Linked DNA regions of Rattus norvegicus: region 2 is linked to region 1. Evidence: chromatin contacts called from public Hi-C data. All regions are on one chromosome and are shown on one strand. Each heading gives the region's core, a stretch centred on a gene start, on an enhancer-like site or on the middle of the called end of the contact. The rest is flanking DNA. Distances are from core to core; before and after follow the strand shown.

Evidence for each region. Hi-C and Micro-C count contacts between places; a contact is called where the count stands out from the background.
Region 2: a contact with region 1 is called in a Hi-C map of the Rat2 cell line, with 7 times the contacts expected there. The contact joins two enhancer-like sites. A contact is called at or near these places in 6 of 12 Hi-C or Micro-C datasets (the A7r5 cell line, the Rat2 cell line, Schwann cells and 3 more).

The regions. Positions count from the first base shown.
Region 1 is chr1:138,828,359-138,831,439 of GRCr8, forward strand. The region is part of intron 3 of Akap13 (A-kinase anchoring protein 13); the gene reads left to right. Among named protein-coding and RNA genes, the nearest start is that of Akap13, 110 kb to the left of the region's middle. Within about 2 kb of position 1,658, at least 24 of the 93 cell types and tissues checked have an H3K27ac peak or open chromatin away from gene starts, as enhancers often do.
Region 2 is chr1:139,018,891-139,021,971 of GRCr8, forward strand. Akap13 (A-kinase anchoring protein 13) reads left to right here. Exons shown (of 38, transcript NM_001106271.3): 34 at 312-356. Among named protein-coding and RNA genes, the nearest start is that of Fam24al1, 44 kb to the right of the region's middle. Within about 2 kb of position 1,436, at least 9 of the 93 cell types and tissues checked have an H3K27ac peak or open chromatin away from gene starts, as enhancers often do.

The DNA of each region.
Region 1 (3,081 bases), core at 408-2,907:
ATTCCTCCAAATTTTGAAGCAAACTTTATTAAATATTAAATACTGACTAGGTGAACTCTGGCCAGGTATTCCCAGCTAAGTGGTCCAAGATACTTGTTGTAGGTCTTTTGATAGACAAAACCATTCAGCCACCATATTTTCCTATGTGGCTTTGTTCTTATTTTTTAAGAACTACAGCCCCTAGCATACAGAAGTTACCTCCCTTGGGCAGGTGAAGCTTATGGTTTAATTTTCTGCCTTACATCTTTTTTATAAAGGCAGTGCCTTGGAGTCACAGGCCATAGAATACTATAGTGCAGGCAGGGCTACTTCCCACTGCATATGTAAATGCAAAAACGACATAAAAGATCACTTACAAGTCATCAGGGCCCTGCTGTTAGATGAAGCTACTGGATGCTATATCCCTCGGCCTGTCAACATCTGAAGATGCACTGATTTGTGTTTTGGGCTGAGTTTTTTTCCTTAGTCACTCTTCCTTTACAGTTGACAGTTGGACCAGTTTTCACCAGAATTCAGAAGAGTGCACTTTGGGAATACTCCAAATAGTATTGATAGCATTGTTATTTCTCATTAAAGAATAAAATTGATGTGGCTCATATGCCAGCATGTTCTAGTGCTCCCCTTTGTTGGTAGAGGTGGTGTTAAAATTGTTAACTTTATGAAGCACTTGGAGTATTGGATCTTACTGTGCCAGATAAGTCTGCCAGTCTTTTTATTCCTATAAATTGACTTAATGTACAGTGCTATAAAATTATGAAAATTATGCCATGCAGAGAACTGAGATTATAGCATTTTGTTATATTTTTACCTGCTTTGGGATTTATTAAGATTTCAGACAGTTACTAGAAATGTATTTCCCAAATATAAAAAAGTCAGCTGTGTTAGAGATAGTGAGTTCTTTCCTAAAGAATATTAGGTATTTATAACGCAAGCCTCCAGCCATCTTATTTCCTGTGGATGCATATCATATCAGAAGCGCTGATCTGGACATTGGGGGGTCTGTTCTCTAGGTACCATTCAGTATTTCCATTGTTAACTCATTCCCTCTTAGGGAAGGGAGAAGGGGTTCTCTATTTATGACTAAAATACCCCCCCAAGCATACACACACTGTGTGTGTGTGTGTGTGTGTGTGTGTGTGTGTGTGTGTGTGTGTGTGTTCGTGTGTTCGTGTGTTTCCAGGAACACTCTCTGTGGGTGTGCATTTGTGTTTCTTGATTCTGAATAATGTTGCCCTGGTGATCTAATCCGACCAGAATCAGCATTGTTCTCTGATAACTCTTCTTGTCATTCTTGACCCATCCATTCCCTTGTAGCTCAGAATACTGGATTTTTTCTATTTATCAGCTTTTCCCTTACCTAAGTCTTCTATTCTCTATCATGGTTCAAATTTTCTTCCCCCAGTAGCCTCATTATTCCTCCACTCAGCTAATTTTATAAAGATTTCTGATAGGAAGTGCCCAGTTACGGCAGAGTTCAAAAGGACCCTTGTGTACGCACTGGAGGGTAGGGACAGTTAGGCATCACTTTAGTGTGTAGATCTTTTTGTACTCTGGATGGTGTGTGAGAAACTGGAGGAGGCTCCCACGTGGATCCCTCTGCTCTGGTCATCATGGCTGAGACTTTTTGTTTACTTGCCTCTGAGCTGCTGTCATTTGGATGCCTTCAACATTTCGTAATGGAGGAGCAGAGATGGATAGTCAAGGCTGTGGGTCGGGTGCAGACCCCAAACAGCTTTAAACACTTGTTCATTATCATGGGATTAGCCTTGTACCCTAGGATCAAGCTGGCTTCAGTCTGCTCTTGCGGTCATCTTAGACTTCTGTTTTCCCTTCCCTTAGGTGTACTTCCTCAGCATGCTCTTCTAAAAACAGTACAGTGCGTCTGCACCTGTCCTACTTCCTGGCCTTGCTCTATGTTTACTGTTCATTCAGCCTCTCACACACTGTATGTTTAGCCCATTTCCCTTTTGTTTCCGGTAAAGTGTCAGCTTCATAAGGGCAAGGGTTTGTTTTCACCTGGGTATGCTAATTCAGCATTTCTAGGTGCCTGGTGGACATTGCACCTGAGCAGACATTCTAGAAAGGTGCCTGTCTTACCCTCCCTTCCTTCCCGCTTCCCTCTTTGGGGAACTACAAAAGGAGTTTTTTGGTTTTTTTGTTTTTTGAGTTGAATTCTTAGCCTGTCACCACATCTGTGTTCTCTTTCCGTAGGTGACTTTGATGGTTTCAGTGTATTAGTCAATGATAGTGATAGCCTCTGACTTCCTGTCTGTCGAGGGCCAGCCTGTGTGTCAGCCCATCAAGATTCTTGATAGAAGTCTGCACAGTGCTTTGGCATTGCAGGTTCTGGATAAATACTCACTGTCTTTTTTTTTTTTTTTTTTTTTTATGAGCAGGTGTTCTTGATAGGGATTTCTCTGTGCCCTTTCTGCTTATTCAAGGGCGAGCTCTGCCATTTCCAGTCACATGAGTTCTAAGAAGAAGACCTTTGTGCCTTGTTCTCCCTTTTAATGTCATGCTTTATTCAGATAGCTGGCTTTGGTTTTTCTTTGAGTTCTCTGTATGATTCATTGTGTTTTGTTACATTTAGTTCTTACTCAAACCAGATGATTGATTGACCTTCAGAAAGCAACCACATTTTGATGCGAGTCTGTAAACTTTTATCAAATATTTTCTGTAAATAGGTTGAAAAAATGAGACATTTCTAAATTATAGAAAAATTTTTACATCATGAAAAACAGTGATAACCATCCTCCTCTTCTAATGTCTGTATTTTGGGGGAAGAGGTCTTTTGAGAGGATCTCACGGTCACCAGGCACTCACCTTTGAGCACTGACATTACATGGATGAACCACCGTGACTGCCTCATTTTCTCCTTAATGTGTATATTTCTGATAAGTATCTCACAATAAAAAGAGATTATAAAGCAGGAGGACTAGGAGGCTGAGACCATCCTCAGCCACATAACAAGTTTGAGAATGATCCAGGCTACATGAGATCCTGTATCAAAAGTGAAAAGGAGACTATAAAGAAGTTGTAAGGGGGTTGGGGATTTGGCTCAGTGGTAGAGCGCTTACCTAG
Region 2 (3,081 bases), core at 186-2,685, 190 kb after region 1:
ATTGAGAGGCCCATATTAATTAGGCCCCCTGGCTTAGACTGTTCTTTTCACCCAATTCCACTCTGCCTTAGCAGGACCAGCTCCATTAAATGGCTTGCTCGGTGACTACAAACCATCTTGACCCTATAATGGGTTTTTTTTTTTTTTTTAGTTAAAAACCAGTTCAACTTCTCTTCATGCCCTCTGTGGGGATACTGTGGTAGAAAAGAAGGAAAGCCAGAAGTACAATGTAACTTTTTAGTTATATTGAGTATAGTTTTTACATCAAAATTTTCGTTTGTTTTTTTATGCATTTTTTTGTTGTTTTATAGGGTGGAAATGCTAACCTGGTATTTATGCTTAAAAGAAACAGTGAGGTAAGGATTCTATGAGCGGTTTTAGAATATTTATTGGATTAAGAATACTTTTGTTTTCCCATTATATGTATCTTATAGCTAATAAAATGAGTAACTGAGAGTATAGTTGTCCATCTCTTGGCTTAAGCCACTGTCCTGATGTTTTGCCAGAACGTTATATCCTATGAATGAAGAACTCTCTGATTGACTCTTCTATTTTACCTTTTTTGTTTTGTTTTGTTTCTTGGTTGGTTGGTTGGTTGGTTGGTTGGTTGGTTGATATTTTTGTTGGGTTGGGTTGGGATGGGATGGGTTGGGTTAGTGGGGTTTGTTGAGACAGAGTCTCATTATGTAGCTCTAGCTGTTCTGGAATTCACTGTGACCTCAGAGATCTGCCCTCCTCTGCCTCCTGAATACTGGGATTAAAGGTTGTGTGCCACCGCTGAAAGGAAAGGAAGATTTTCTTTTCTTCTGATGCCTTTTGCTTTTGTCCAACCTTGTCTTTACAAGAGCTGGGGAGCCCCCCTAGCATCAGTCAGTGCCCACTAGGTAGAATTTGTAGCAGCTTTTCCTGTAATACAGAAATCCTAGGGGCCACGAGTCTGGAGTATGGGGGTTAAATTTGAAGCGAATTCTCTCAGTAAGTTCTTATCCTAGCTGACTTTGCCTCTTGCAACCCTTCCTTTCCTGCAAGAGAGCCTGGTGGCCTGGGGTGGGCTGTGTGCCGCCCCTTGCCTCCCTGGAGCCTGCTGTCACTAAGCCCCGCCCCAGAGGCCTGTCGGACCCGACAAGTGCTGGTGCTGAGCCTTGCATCTGTGTGTTCTGCACACTTGAACCCATGCCTTTTTAGGGTGTTTTTCAAAGCTATTCCTTGTCTTTCCTTCTTTCTTGTTGTTGCATTTATTATATTATCTTAAACCCCTGAGAGTTTTGTTTTGAAATTGTGAACTACTTCCTCCTCCCCTTGCTCCCTGCAAAAATCCAGAGGATGTTGTTTTGTTTGTTGCTTGAGGAGTTTGCTGAAGGACTGCCGTGCTATAACCTGGGCCAAGGCCCTGTGGGCTGCTGCTCCTCTCTGAATCTGTCTCAGGGGCAGGGCTTGGTGACAGCAGGCTCCAGGGAGACAAGGAGCAACACACACCTCACCCCAGGATCTGATTTCCCCACAGGGAGGACACCAGGCTGTCTTGCAGGAAAGGAAGTTCTCTGTGTTTAGGGAAGGAGTCTGGTGGGAAATAGTGTGTCTGGCTTTCACCCTGTGACAGCCAGCTGCAGTCAGCAGGTTTTTGTGCCCCCTGTTATAATGTGAGCGATAAGAAAGGTTTCTCGGAAGGAAGCTTAAGTATTATAAAAAGAAAAATGTGAAGACTAATAACATAAGTCATCTAAATCCAGGCATCATTGAAGAGCAATGACTGTTATATCTTCCCAAGTTAGACCGTCCAGAGGTCTCTCAATGCCCCAGTGCCATTTTCCCAAGGCACAGTAGCAAGGCCTGCTGAGGGACAGGTGCATCCTAATTACTTCTGTCCCGTCCTACAGTTGAATTGAATCTGTCTGGTGGTTAATCCTTCTCTACTTCTTTTGCACATTGCATTTGTTACACAGCTCTTCTGTTCTCCCTGCCATGCCTTATTACTGCATGACATGGGGTAGTGTATCCAGCCAGGCACCTCTGTCCTCGGTTCTCTGTGCAGCATTGAGGGCTACCATCTTTAAATTGGCACTTGGTTGGCTTGATAGTTTCAGATAACATTTTTTGATTTGTGTACCTGTACAATGTGGTTTGAAGCCAGAGCCTCAAGCATTGAGGTATACTTCTAGCCCCTGAATACTTTTTAATGTTTTATGTAATTGGCTATTTGTATTTCTTTTATAAATTGATAATTTGTGTTTCTGAACTATATTTCTTATTTTCCCTTTTATTTTCTTCTAGGTCTTTTATGGGATTTTTTTCCTTTTTATTATTTTGTTGTCAGGGGTTTTTTATTATTATTTATTTATTTATTTTATGTATGTGAGTACACTGTAGCTATCTCCAGACACACCAGAAGAGGGCATCGGATCCCATTACAGATGGTTGTGAGCCACCATGTGGGTTGTTGGGATTTGAACTCCGGACCTTTAGAAGAGCAGTCAGTGCTCTTAACACTGAGCCATCTCTCCAGCCCCCTTTCTTATTATTTTACTGTATATGTGTGGAAGCTTTGCCTACATGTAAGTTTGTGAACTACTTGCAACTACCTACATGTAGTACCTGCATAGGCCAGCAGAGGGCAGTGTATCCCTGAACCGAGTTACTCAGTTGCGAGCTGTCATGTGGGCATTTGGAATAGAGCCCAGGTCCTCTGGAAGAGCAGCCAATGCTCTAAAGAGCCATCTCTCCAGCTCTTACACTTGTAATTTCAATGGGCTACATTGTATTTTGGTGAAGTTTATGTATGAGCCAAGGTTGCTAACTTTTTAAGTTTTCCAGAAATGACAGTTTTCTTAGAGAAGTTAATTGAACATGTTTCCTTTGGCTTTGATCATTCATAAAATTAATATAAATTTTAAGGGAATTTTTTTAACTTTGGCTAAGTACTATTTTTATGTTAATCATTTTATGAAGTGGAAGCTTTGTGTAGTACCTTTTATAGGGGAATACACATGTGCACATGCACATATCATTAATCTTGGCTGCTTGCACTCAGTTACTCTTGGTTCTTTCAGTTTTCAAAGATTTCGTTAAAATGTAATTTGTGTT